Regions from separate parts of the Zea mays genome. Here region 1 is linked to region 2. A link is a contact called in public Hi-C data. All regions are on one chromosome and are shown on one strand. The core of a region is the stretch at or near the end of the contact, and the rest is flanking DNA. Distances in the headings are between cores, read along the strand shown. Region 1 holds the start of LOC100383365. Region 2 holds the start of LOC100283594.

Region 1 (6,004 bases), core at 2,500-4,999, 250 kb after region 2:
AAGGCCTTCACTTGCTCCAACGCACGATCGACCCTTTCCCTAACAACAGTGTGACCATGTGGCCCCCACATCTGATCATACAGCTCCAGCAGACCGCTTCAGTATAGCGTCTTCAACCTGGAACACCTCCCGGTCGAGGCCCTCGTTGCCTTGGTTAAAAGCTTTGAAGTACCGACAGCCTTCAGGGGACAAGGCATTTACAGCGCCTTCGCAAGTAATGAGGGACGTGTAGGACATCAGGTCGGTCACGATGGACGAGAGGGACTCTCGCTCCTCTTGCAGCTAACTGAGGAAGCGAGTCCCCACCTCCCCAGATCTGTCGAAGGGGGCTGTCTCAGCACCCAAATCACGATAGGCGTCAGCAAAAAGAGCATGCGCTCGGTCCACACCGGCTCGCGTGGCAGCCTCCACCTTATCATGATAAGTCCTCGCATTCTTCGTCTCTAGCTCCAACGTGACAACACGCTCTCGGGCAACCTGGGCCTCCGCCTGCGACTTGGCCACGACATCCTTCAGCTCGCCCAACTAATGTCTAGCCCCTCGTTCTCCTTCTCAAGAGGTCCAAACTTGTCCAAAAGGTTGCAACTTTTGTTTTCGGTAGCATACTTGTCCCTAATAGCTTCTGTATTTTGCGTCCGGAGACGCTCAACCTTGTCCTCGAGTCGTTTCTTCTCTGAGCACAATTGTGAGGTCACGAGATGCACTAATGCCCTAGACGCCACTTCTTCAGCAAAAGCAGCAACCTGACACATATAGACTTCATAAAAAAATGATAAAGAGAGCCACTTACATAGCGCAACTGCCTCACAACAGCGGTCACAACACCACCAGATGCAAACGCCTTTCAGCATCAGAGAAGATGCTTCTCGGAGGTCGGACGAGGTCATGACCTCCCCTGGTTCGGCGCACATCTCCGCCAGCTCCTCAACAAATCTGTCCGAGGCTCCCGCCACCCTAGATGTCTTCGCCAAACCCTTCTTTTTATCCTCAACCCTCCTATTTTTTCTCACCACCATAACCACGGCCTTACCTTTAGAGCACCCCTCATTCACACCACCACGGGTCACCACGCCATTTCTCTTGTGATCATCAATATCCCCAACATCAGAAGTGCCCTCCTCAGGATACGAGTTGTACTGAAGGCCATTAAGCTTGAAGACCCGATTCAGCATGACATTCGAACCGAGTATGTCCTAACTCCTCGGCATCTCCATCTTCGTCAAATATTTCCCTACAATTTTTACCGCTTCTGCCTCGTACCTTCACCATTGAGCTGCGGGCGCAGCTTCACCTCATCCACCTCCTAGCCATGCGCAAGCAGCCACACTCCGTAGGCAATAAACTCCTCCTTCAAGTCATGTCTGCTGCTCGCCTTGGAGGCACGACGAAGGGCGTCTTCGTTCACATCTCCTTTCTTCGGTTTAAACGACGGGAAGGCGACGTAGCAATGCGAGCACAATATAGACGGAGGAAGCACTGGAGACATCCTTCAATGTCACATAAAACAAAAAATCCCACTAGTTCCCTCACTTGTTCTTTGCACACAGAATGAGTTCCACATCTTCACTCGAAGTCTTCCCAATCCTCGGAGTGAACGTGCACGAACCAAACTGCATAATCTTTCCACCAACAAACTTCTTCTGCCAGTGAAGACAATAGTTCTTAGCGAAGACCTCAACTAAGGGCTCACCACCATATGTAGATGATGCCCACATAAACTTCGCCAACGCCACCATGGCATTGGGCATAAGCTGGTGAAGTTGGACTTCGAAACGCTGCAGGACTTCGACGACAAATCGATGCACAGGCAATCGAAGACCATCAGTGAAAAACACTTCAAAAACAACCAACTCCCCCTCTGGCTCCGGGACCTCGTTGTCTCCCGGAGCACGCCCCACACCATCTCCAAAATACCCTAAGCGTTGCATTTCATGCACGCGGCCCGAGTAGATCCTCGACCTACCGAATTCCACCGTGTGCTCCGGCAATAGATCCACACCCGTCACTGAATCGCTAACCGTCTTCTCCGAGCACAGCGCGCTCGATGGCGCAGTCGGGGTGGACGACGAGGAGGGAGAAGATGGCATTACGTACCGTGTGCGGCGGCGAGCGATCTGCTTCACATGGGCTAGTTCACCGGCGGCGAGAAACCTCCTCGGCGTGAGCAGCGCAAGAAGGCGTGTAGCAGCTTTTTCAAACTGAACGAACGAGGGTTTCGTGCCGGCGCGTGAAAGTTTTTACCTCATGGGCAGCGTCAGTTTTTATAGACCAGAAAACGCCTCGGGAAACCAAAGGCCCAATAGTAAAAACATCGCATCCCCCAACGATCACATCCCGCAGCAGTCACATTACTAAAACCCCCTCGGGCCACTTCAACATGTGATCGAGGGCAGCGTTTGGCCATCCCATGTAAAAAGACTTCGGGACCAACGTTCGACCATCCCCCTCGGGCCACTTCAATACTGATCCCTCGGGGGTAGTGTTGGAGCGGAGGCCGAACTTGACCTCGATCTCTCTAACGCAACTACGACCAGACATTTCTTACACATGAACATCAAACGAATGGTACTTTGGATTTGACGCCCTTCCATAGGGTAGCGAAGGCGAGGGCCCGCGATAGACGAGAAGGGGGCTCGTTGTAGGCTCAAACGTACACTGAAGGTCTTCTCTCAGACAGCGAACGCCCAGTCCAAGCGAAGGCAAGGACGTGACTTTGCAGAACCAAGGGTGCGACACATGAGTGGAGGCCTCGACAGGCTACTGAGAAACCCATGACTCTGCCCCACAGTCATATGGTCCCACTTGTAAGCTCCTTTGCGGTGTAGATTTTTTAGTGCGCGGAATTACTATACTCTGTCCATTATAATGACCCCGTTAAAAAAATATTTTGGGAATGTAGAAGATAATTGGGTGTATAATAGTATTTGGGGATCCACTATCCCTCTCAATTACCTATGAATACCCCTACCTGTATATGGATGTGCTGCAAGAAAAGAATATCAATTATAAATCTTATGCTGAATTTTCTTGAATAAAATGTACGGTCGGATTCTCAAATCCGATATTCCAAAAGGCAGCCTAAAATTAGCGCATATGGCTGGAACCTGGAACCAATTGATTTGAATCATCTAGATCGACGAATCTTTATATAATGATATGAGCAACAAATCGTGTATATATTGTACTGTTTATAGAGATGATGATAGAGATAAACTAACAACCTTTATAAATTTGTTTCAATGGCAAAACTACCCAGACATGATGAACAATAGAAAAATTCCTCACTCTCCAATTTTAGAGGAGATTTGAATTTCAAAACTAGCCCTAAAGAAAAATAATCCCACTCTAGAGTACGGGTTGGGTGGGGGTTTCACCATCAGGAATGCAACATGCCGCTGCATTGTCGACATTTTACGCAACCTGGCAGCAGGAGAGAAGACTCAGAGGGGGCTGTTTGCGTTGCGTAAGAGCAGAGTGATCTTGACTGTCTCTAGTAGTGTATGAAAAATAGCAGACGTGTAACGGTAGATGGTAAATGATAATGTTTAACATTATTTATAAAGAGAAGTTTAAAATAGATCACGAGAGAGATATAATAGGGATCTGGTGGAGATAACTTTATGTACTGTACCGTGTTGTTGAGCAAAGCCACATTATACCTTTCTTTAAACAACATTTTTACCGTACCCTCTTTATTCAGCATACAACGGCACAACGCCTGACCTCCAGTCCTCTACCTCCTCAGTCACCTTCGCCTCACGCGGTCACACCCTCACCTCGGCGCCCAACACAAAGCCAGAAGGAGGGACACAGCGAGAGGAAAGACCGAAAGACAGCAGCCAAAGTTGGAGGGAGACCCAAGGCAGACGGCAACGAGGCAGTCGCAAAGGAAAGGAGGGAGCTTTGCTGGGCTGGAGTGGTCGAGTGGAGTGGCTCACCGCCTGACCGACTGAGCCAGGGGGGCATTCGGGCGTCCCACCCCGCGCGGGGGTGAGAGAGACAGAGAGGAGAAAAAGCGGCGCCTCATCACGGTCGCCCGCCTGCTCGGCCTCTTCTTCTCCCTCCCCTTCCTGTCTCTGCGTCGCGTTGCGGTTGTGCGCACCTGGTCGTTCTCGGTTTCCTCCCCAGCCGGTCCTCTCGGGCTCCGTTTTCCTTCCGGGCCGCTCTTGGCGCCTTGCTCTCCGGCCTCTTCCTTGCCGGCCACGCCCTTCCTGCGCATTGCTTCTCTGATCCCCGCCGGGCCGCTTCGCGTTCCCTTGATTGACTCCACTCGCCGACTTGTATGCGTCCGTCTCGGCGGCGGCGGTTGGTGCTGTGAGCGACTCGCGGCGGGACGAGGGATTCCGTCGCGCTCAGGCGCCCTCAGGAGCCGACGGCATATTGTGCATGGAGGGTGAGGAGGACAGCTCCGGCTCCGTGGTGCAGCGCCCGCCGCCACCGCAGCAGCAGATACGGGTGGTGCGCTGCCCCAAGTGCGACAAACTTTTGCCGGAGCTGCCCAATTACTCCGTCTACGTCTGCGGCGGTTGCGGCGCCACGCTCCAAGGTAGGTGCACGGTGCACCCCCCCACCTTTTTCGTCTGCAATCACTCCCTTCCCTACTTCTCTCCTGTTCTTATTGGGCATCCTTGTCTTCGTGGTAGTCTACTATCTCTACTCAATCCACCTGCATTTTTTGTTGCATTAGATCAGCAATCTAATTTCACACTAATCGGCCACAACAAGAGATTCTTCTCGACAATCACATGGTTACTCTTTGAAATTGCCTCGTGGGGACTGCTGCTGCTGGGTTGGGCGGTTTCCTGGGACGCGGATATGACCAGCTCGTTTCGTCCTCTTCTGAGTTCCGAAAGATTCCATTTTTCTCCGCATGTTTCTTATAGTTTCTACGCAATCCAGTGTAGTGTCTCTTTTCTTTTGGTCCCCATTATTGTGAAATGCTCGTTTCCTTCTTTGAGGACTCCCTTGTTGTATTCGCAACTTCCTCCGGATTTGCCGTCGATCCTGCCACACTTGGTACGATGGCACAGTAAAAGCACTTCTGTCTTTGGTGAACCCAATTCTGTTTTCGCAGTAATTTGGAGCCAAACCTTGTTTCTTCACAGCCTGCAGTCAAAAAGTTTCAGTAATTCGTACGCAGCCCCACTCCTGTTGTTTTTATTAAAATTACAGAAGTTATCTTCTGGGACATTCCCCTTGATGCAAGTTTTTGCTGGTTATATTTGCATGCGTTGAACAAGGGTTGCTCATTTTAAAATCTGGTAGATTGTAACCTTGTTTAAACATGTTGATTTTATAACTTCTTATGACTCAGAGCATGGATCATTTCTGGGGAGTCATCTCGGCTTGTGGTCCCCAAACTGGGAAAAACTTAAACCCATTGGATTTTCTAGATCTTCACTATGATTGTCACTTCGACATATTTCTTTGGATTGGACACATAAAATGGCTGTGGCTAGCAACAGAGAGTGCCTAGTTTCTTTTTTGAAAGAGTCTCCATTCATTTTAACATCTGGAAATAATTGGAACATTCTATTTAAACTGGTCCACTTACAGTTCTGTATTCTCTCTTTAATTCCCTGTTAACATTCTCCAATGTTTGGTCGTGTGTTTGCTGTTGCACTAATGTCACCTTAGGATACTCAGTGTTGACTGTTGACTGACAGAATTTGTTGTGGACGTGGCTGTAATTCTGTGCAAAATCTTGGAACCTCGGTTACTCATTCTTTGTTTTGAATACGTGTGTTCTTTGTATATATTCTGATATTTTCATTGTTTAGCTGATTGTTTCTGTATGTTTTTATCCAAAAAAATGTTTCCTGTATGTTTATTCTCATGTTCACATTTTCCCCCGTTAACCATTTGCAGCAAAGAAGAGCTCAGGATCTGATACTTCTTCAGATAAGTCTGATACTGAGCATGTGAAGTACCTTGAAGTGCTTGAGAGTTTACCAGATAAGAAAGGAGCAGCATCTGAAGCTAGCTGTGCTGTTCGAGAAGCAGA
Region 2 (6,229 bases), core at 2,379-4,878:
AACCTGCAAACACAATCAATTTTTTTTGCAAAAAAAAAGCAGGCTAAAAGAAGAAGAAAAAAATTAAAAAAAATCCAACACTGTCATACTTCTTGTATTGTTCATCCCACGACCCTAAGGTTGCTTGCCCAGACTGCACTTCATCAAAAGTAGGTAGCTGCTGAGCTAGAAGATCAAGCCGGAACTGCAGGGACTTGAGCAACTGCAGAGCATCCTGTGCAGAACCATTCAACCTTGGAAGAGAAGTTGCTTCCTCTGTTCCTTTCCCTGTTTTTCCACATGATTCAATTGCAGCAATGCTCTCCTCAAGCTGTGAAACAGCTTGGCTCCATTCTTTCTTCAGATTTTCAACAGCTTGTGTGACTTCATCCATCCTAATATCTGAATGGATCAAAATCAGCAGACTTATCATGCTGGCATGCAAGAGAGACAACTGACAACTTGTAACATAAAAAGGAGAATCTAGCTTTGATGCATGAATAAATGAGAAAAACCAGGAAAACTAAACTCACCAATATTATTGACGATAACCAAATATGTTATGTTAAAATCTTATATGTGTCATCAAGCTATGTAATATGTATTCATATAAGAGTGCAGATTATGACTTTGTCAGCAAGGCAAAATCAAGGCTACCAAGTTTCTAGTACTACTATAATTAGTGATAATTGCAATGGTTAGCACTGACAACCATACATGCCATGCATTCAAGTGACACGACAAGTGACAAGTCATCAGAAAAGAGGCCTTCAGATTAAATATACTGCATCTCCTACCAAGCAGTGCAAATTTACAGTAAAAATATCATTAGTGATAATGATCCAATGACAGATAAATTACTTCAAGTCTTAAAGAAACACTAACACCATGACCGATTGAATTGGTACAAACTAGAATTTGTTGTCCCAATACCATAACAACAATAAGTAACACCGTGGATCATAGATCTTAAATTCAGGGAACAGATATTGAACTCATTGAAGCAAGCAAACATATACTTTCTTGAATTTTGCAGCTGCATGTTGTCAGTGACCTATTAGTTGTAGACACATGACAACCACTCAACCAGTGTCAAAGGGCATACCTTGGGAGCAATTTGGCCCTTATATATATATATGCTATAACCGACAGTAAACAAATCTCTGGGTCCTTAGCATAAGCATGGTAGGAAAAAAAAAGTCATGGCTGACATGAGGCAGCTAATATAGGCACATGGGGTAGGCTTGTGGTTTTACCTTTGTCCTTTGGGAGGGGCGCAGGCTCTTCCTGTAGGAAGCTTGGAGACGTGGGCCCTGCTTCCCAGCGGTCGGGCGGATGGCAAGGGGTGGCGCTGCTTCACGGCGGAACGGCTTCACTTCCCTGCGTCGGAGACCCGATCAGCGGCTCAGAGACCAGGAGGGAGCGGCAGATGGGAAATCGAGTGAGGGGCGACGGATGATGATGGCCTGGGGACAGAGGTGAGGGGATGAGTGACGACGTCGTGAGATCTGGCGAGCAGAGCTAGATCGGTTGGGTTCAGATCGCTCAGAGTGGACGCTGATGCTATTTTTTGAGTTTTTCGATCCAGAATTTTGTTAGGGTGGATCAGATATTTTTCATGATTATTAGATCGAGCCGTGGGTTAAAAATGAAAACCCAGACCACCTGGCACCTGATACACTTGTCGGTGCATCCTAAGGGCTCGTTTGGCAGCCTGGTGAATTGCACACCGGCCAGCCACAACCAGCGGGGGCAATACCTGCATTACCTGTCCCACGTGTAGTGCAGTCCAGCGGGGCATAGGTTCCCTGTGTCCGTTTGGCAAAGATTGTTGCAGGTAACAGACAAGCAGTGCAAGAGGGACAAGCATGCACATCTACGAACAAGTAGTACAGACGGACAAAAGGCAGGTCACATGATAATACTTCTTAACCTTAACAAATAAGTATAGTAATTGAAATATGCAAGAATCACAGATAATTATAAACATGAACATGGAGGTACCATTGCTGGTGCTTTTATTTGACAATATAAATATTTAATTATTTTTAGAAAAATTCTATTTTGCACCAACAAAAGAATTTTACAAATCAAAAAGTCTGCAAAATGGAAACAGTAGCCCTAGCAGCTAGCAAGAGACAGATTGGTTGAGCTCTTCCTGCTTGTGTTCATTGTGTATGGCGATTCATTGATCATCAGAGATTGATTCTCTGTAATTCTCTAAAGTAAACTCAGTGACACATATAGGATTCCATGCATCAACTAAATGAGAAAATCTGCTTTTTTAACTCTCAGCTCCATAGTTCATTCTAGAGAACTGCTCGAAAAAGTTTGGAAAAATTATTTCTCAATAAAAAATTGTTTGATGATAGAGCTTCTTCTAAATTCAGCGTGAAAGATTCTAATGCTTTTCTTCCTTTTTCTTTAAAGAAAAAATATAGAGCTAGGCACAAATAATTACTAGAAGCTACACTCTTCGGGTCTAGAAACAACAAGTAATCTGAAAATGGAGGTCATCAACATTGCGCAGCGCTTGCTAAATCGCAGTTGCTCTGTTGGTGACGGAAAAAAAATTTATTGACACAACCACCACACCAAACAGCAGATGAGATTATTGTTGTCAGTAACTCAGCATCTAGCACTAATAGTATGACCATAGTCACAGTGCTGCTCATCAAAAGATGCATCAGCTTGATAGCACCAGAGAATAAATGCATGTGTTTGTGAGAAATGCAAACTGACATATAATTGAAAACCAAGAAATGCTAATATACTATGGTACAAGAAGAAATTTACTCTCACAACTACATGAGGGTTCCTTTTTAAAATACCAGTATTTAGTAAACTGTAACTTGATCTCAGCTTGGCTAGTTGCTCAGTTCTTAATAGGAACAAGAATATAAACTAAGCCTAAAGTGCGCTGTTTAAAAAATTAAGCCTGAAGTGCACTGTTTAAAAAAACTAAGCTATGTTTAAACTGCACGCACGGATGCACCGATCAATTTATCAGAAAAGACCTAATCAAAACAGAAAGATTTCTAGGTGGAGTTCTAGATTGCAAGTTTAGATTACACGCATGGATGCACCGATCAAACTAATCTATTCTACCAGCAAATCCTCAGCGATGATGCAAGCAAGCACTAGCAGCTTCTTCCATAACGAGAATCAAATATAGACAACAGATCTAAACTGAATAAGATAAAAAGGTGGAAGCTCACCAGATCCTCAGTGTCTTCTACAACGAGAGAGGTGGCGATATAGAAGCGGTGGGTGAGGGCGGATGGAGGGGGACTAAGGGAGGTGGAGCTGGGGGTGATGGAGTTGACCACCGGATCCGGAGGAGGAGCACCGGCTGCCGGATCCAAAGGAAGAGACGAGACGTTCCGTATGCGGCTTTCGGAGGGTAGCGACTGGATCTGGATGAGGTTTGGCGGTGAGCTTCTTCCTATGTGTCTTCTTCGTCGGCGCCAGTGGAAGGTCAGTCGTGTCCGAAGGAGGAGAGGCGGCGACGATGGAGACGCGCACGTGCGCCGGGGCGGTGGAGGTGAAGGTGGCGGCCGATATCTGGAGGACGAGACGGGGCTTACGTGCCCGACCATCCGGGGTGTGTTTTTCTTCCCTGTGAAAACCGCCCCGAACCGGGGTCAAGCTTCCCTTTCCGTGGACTTCCAAATGCCAAAATAGTAAGACGAGTCTTATGTTACACTGGGTGTGTGGAGGCTGGGTTTTGGCCGGTAAACCGACCGATTTGGAGCCTCCCAAACGAGCCCCGTTCGGCAGGCCAGCGTCCAAACCAGGCCAGAATCGAAAGCAGCTCAGAATCGAGTGATACATGTGTTGTCACTAATTTTTGGTCACTAGCCCAGGAACCAATCCAGGAGGTAGCTCATCAGGACTCGTTCCAGACCAAGAATTGAGCGAAGGGAATTTAAATCAGGTGGGTCTATTTCTGGTCCAGATTAAAACGAACGGCTCTAACAGACTGGGCCGGATTCTAAACCGGGTTGATTCATCCCGCCCGGAAAGAGGCTAGGAATAGACCGTTCCGGCCGAAACGAACGACGCCTAAGACTATCTCTGGACTCTCGTTATCCCTCCATATTTTACTTCATATTTCAAACTTCATTATACAAACAGTACAATTTGCTGTGTAAAACAGTGTTTTGCATGATCATTTATCGGTCTGATGAAGATGTCCTAAAAGGTTAATAAATGAGTCAATTGTGGATTTAAAATGGTTTATGCTTCAAGCTAACTAAGGGTCAGTTTAGTATGTCTCCGACTTCTCTTCAATATTAGCTCCTCTATAAAAGTTAGTGTTTTTTAACAAATTGTTTGACAAAACGGTTCTCTTGGCACAAGAGAAGGGCAAACTAGGGAGCAGAGGAGCCGCTATAATCTAGTTTTTTTTGCTCCGGCTACTCTCTATAAAAATAGCTCCAGCTACTCATTGTTCTTTGTTAGGGGTTCTTTTTTAGACTGTTTGGAAGGGCCCTGCAGGAGGCGAAGCTGGAACCGGTTTGGAAGCTCTTCCAAACATGCTCTAATATAATAGTACTAGAAATCTTATAGCAGTATACTACTAGATATATCATAGTTTTTTAGAAACACATTAATTCAAATAGCTTAAATATTAGTCATGGATATTATATAGAACATTGTGGCTAGAAAAGTAATAAATGAATAGTCTTATAAAAATATATATATCTTTGTAATTACACACCGTTTGTACTAACATCCTCAATACTACATTAAAAATTGAAAACATCAACTTTTTCAAAAAGTAAGATAAGTAGATAACATTATATACTAGACTAATACAAGTATACAACATGCGTCTCGACCCTCAAGTGTAAATTCGTCTTACAATTTCTTAGACCTTGAAAGTAGTGTCGGCATTTCGACCCCGAGGGGTCATTGGACCGACGAGTAAATTGTGGCTGCGTGTCCCAGTCCAGATGGGTCGGCGCGAGATGGAACACAAGGGGGGAAAAGGGAACCGTGGCTCGTGTTATCCTGCGCCCAGGGCGGATGCGCTTGCAGTAGGGGGTTACAAGCGTTCGCGAGGGAGAGAGAGAGTCTGTCCGTCAGCCCGTCCTCCCGCGCAGCCACCTTCTCGTACGAGGGTCCTAGACCTTACTTTTATAGATGTAAGGAGAGGGTCCAGGTGTACAATGGGGGGTATAGCGATATGCTAACGTGTCCAGCAGAGAGGAGTCAGAGCCCTATGTACATGCCGACGTGGCTGTCGGAGAGGTGCTAGTGCCCTGTGCATGTGGCGTCGTGGCCATCGGAGGAGCGCTTGAACCCTGTAGAAGCACAGCTGACGGGACCTTGCTGACGTCTCCTTGCTTCCGTAGGGGGCTGAGAACTGCCGTCGTCACGGGAGCACGCGGGGTGTCATCATTACTTGTTTTACCGGGGCGAGCCAGATGGGACGCCGGTCTTGTTCCCCGTAGCCTGAGCTAGCTAGGGGTAGGGCAATGATGTACCCCCCCTATGAAGTGGTCGGCCCGAGCTCAAGGTCGGGCGAGGTGGTGACTCCTCCGAGGTCGAGGTTGAGGCCGAGCCCTGGGGTCGGGCGAGGCGGAGACCGTCTTCCGAGGTCGAGGTTGAGTCCGAGCCCTGGGGTCGGGCGAGGCGGAGACCGTCTTCCGAGGTCGAGGTTGAGTCCGAGCCCTGGGGTCGGGCGAGGCGGAGGCCGTCTTGCGAGGTCGAGGCGGGGGCCGAGCCCCGGGGTCAGGCGAGGTGGAGCTTCCTATGGCGCCTGAGGCTGGACTCGGTTGCTGTCAGCCTCACCCTGGCGGGTGGCACAGCAGTCGGAACAGGGCAGGCGGCGCTGTTTTCCTGTCAGGTCAGTCAGTGGAGGGGTGAAGTGACTGCAGTCACTTCGGCCCTGTAGACTGAGGAACGTGCGTCAGGATAAGGTGTCAGGTGATCCTTGCATTGAATGCTCCTGCGATGCGGTCGGTTGGCGAGGCGATCTGGCCAAGATTGCTTCACTGCGAAGCCTGCCCGAGCTGGGCCTCGGGCGAGTCGAAGGTGCGCCCGTTACTTGAGGAGGCCCTTGGGCGAGGCGTGAATCCGCCTTGGTCTACTATTCCTGCCCGAGGCTGGACTCGGACGAGGCGAGATCGTGTCCCTTGAGTGGATGGAGCCTTGGCCTGAATTGCGCCCATCAGGCTTTTGCAGCTTGTGCTGATGGTGATTACCAGCCGAGATTAAGAGTCTTGGGGGTACCCCTAATTAT

What was found. Hi-C and Micro-C count contacts between places; a contact is called where the count stands out from the background.
Region 1: a Hi-C map of ear shows a contact between it and region 2, with 3 times the contacts expected there. The contact joins the promoter of LOC100383365 here to the promoter of LOC100283594 in region 2. A contact is called at or near these places in 3 of 25 Hi-C or Micro-C datasets (ear, endosperm and tassel).

Annotation. Positions count from the first base shown.
Region 1 is chr5:142,845,064-142,851,067 of Zm-B73-REFERENCE-NAM-5.0, forward strand. LOC100383365 reads left to right here and starts at 3,750. Exons shown (of 5, transcript NM_001362071.1): 1 at 3,750-4,546; 2 at 5,869-6,004. The coding sequence starts at 4,387.
Region 2 is chr5:142,599,446-142,605,674 of Zm-B73-REFERENCE-NAM-5.0, forward strand. It overlaps LOC100283594, which reads right to left and starts at 3,629. Exons shown (of 9, transcript NM_001156495.1): 1 at 3,198-3,629; 2 at 1,236-1,445; 3 at 90-381; 4 at 1-3. The coding sequence starts at 373.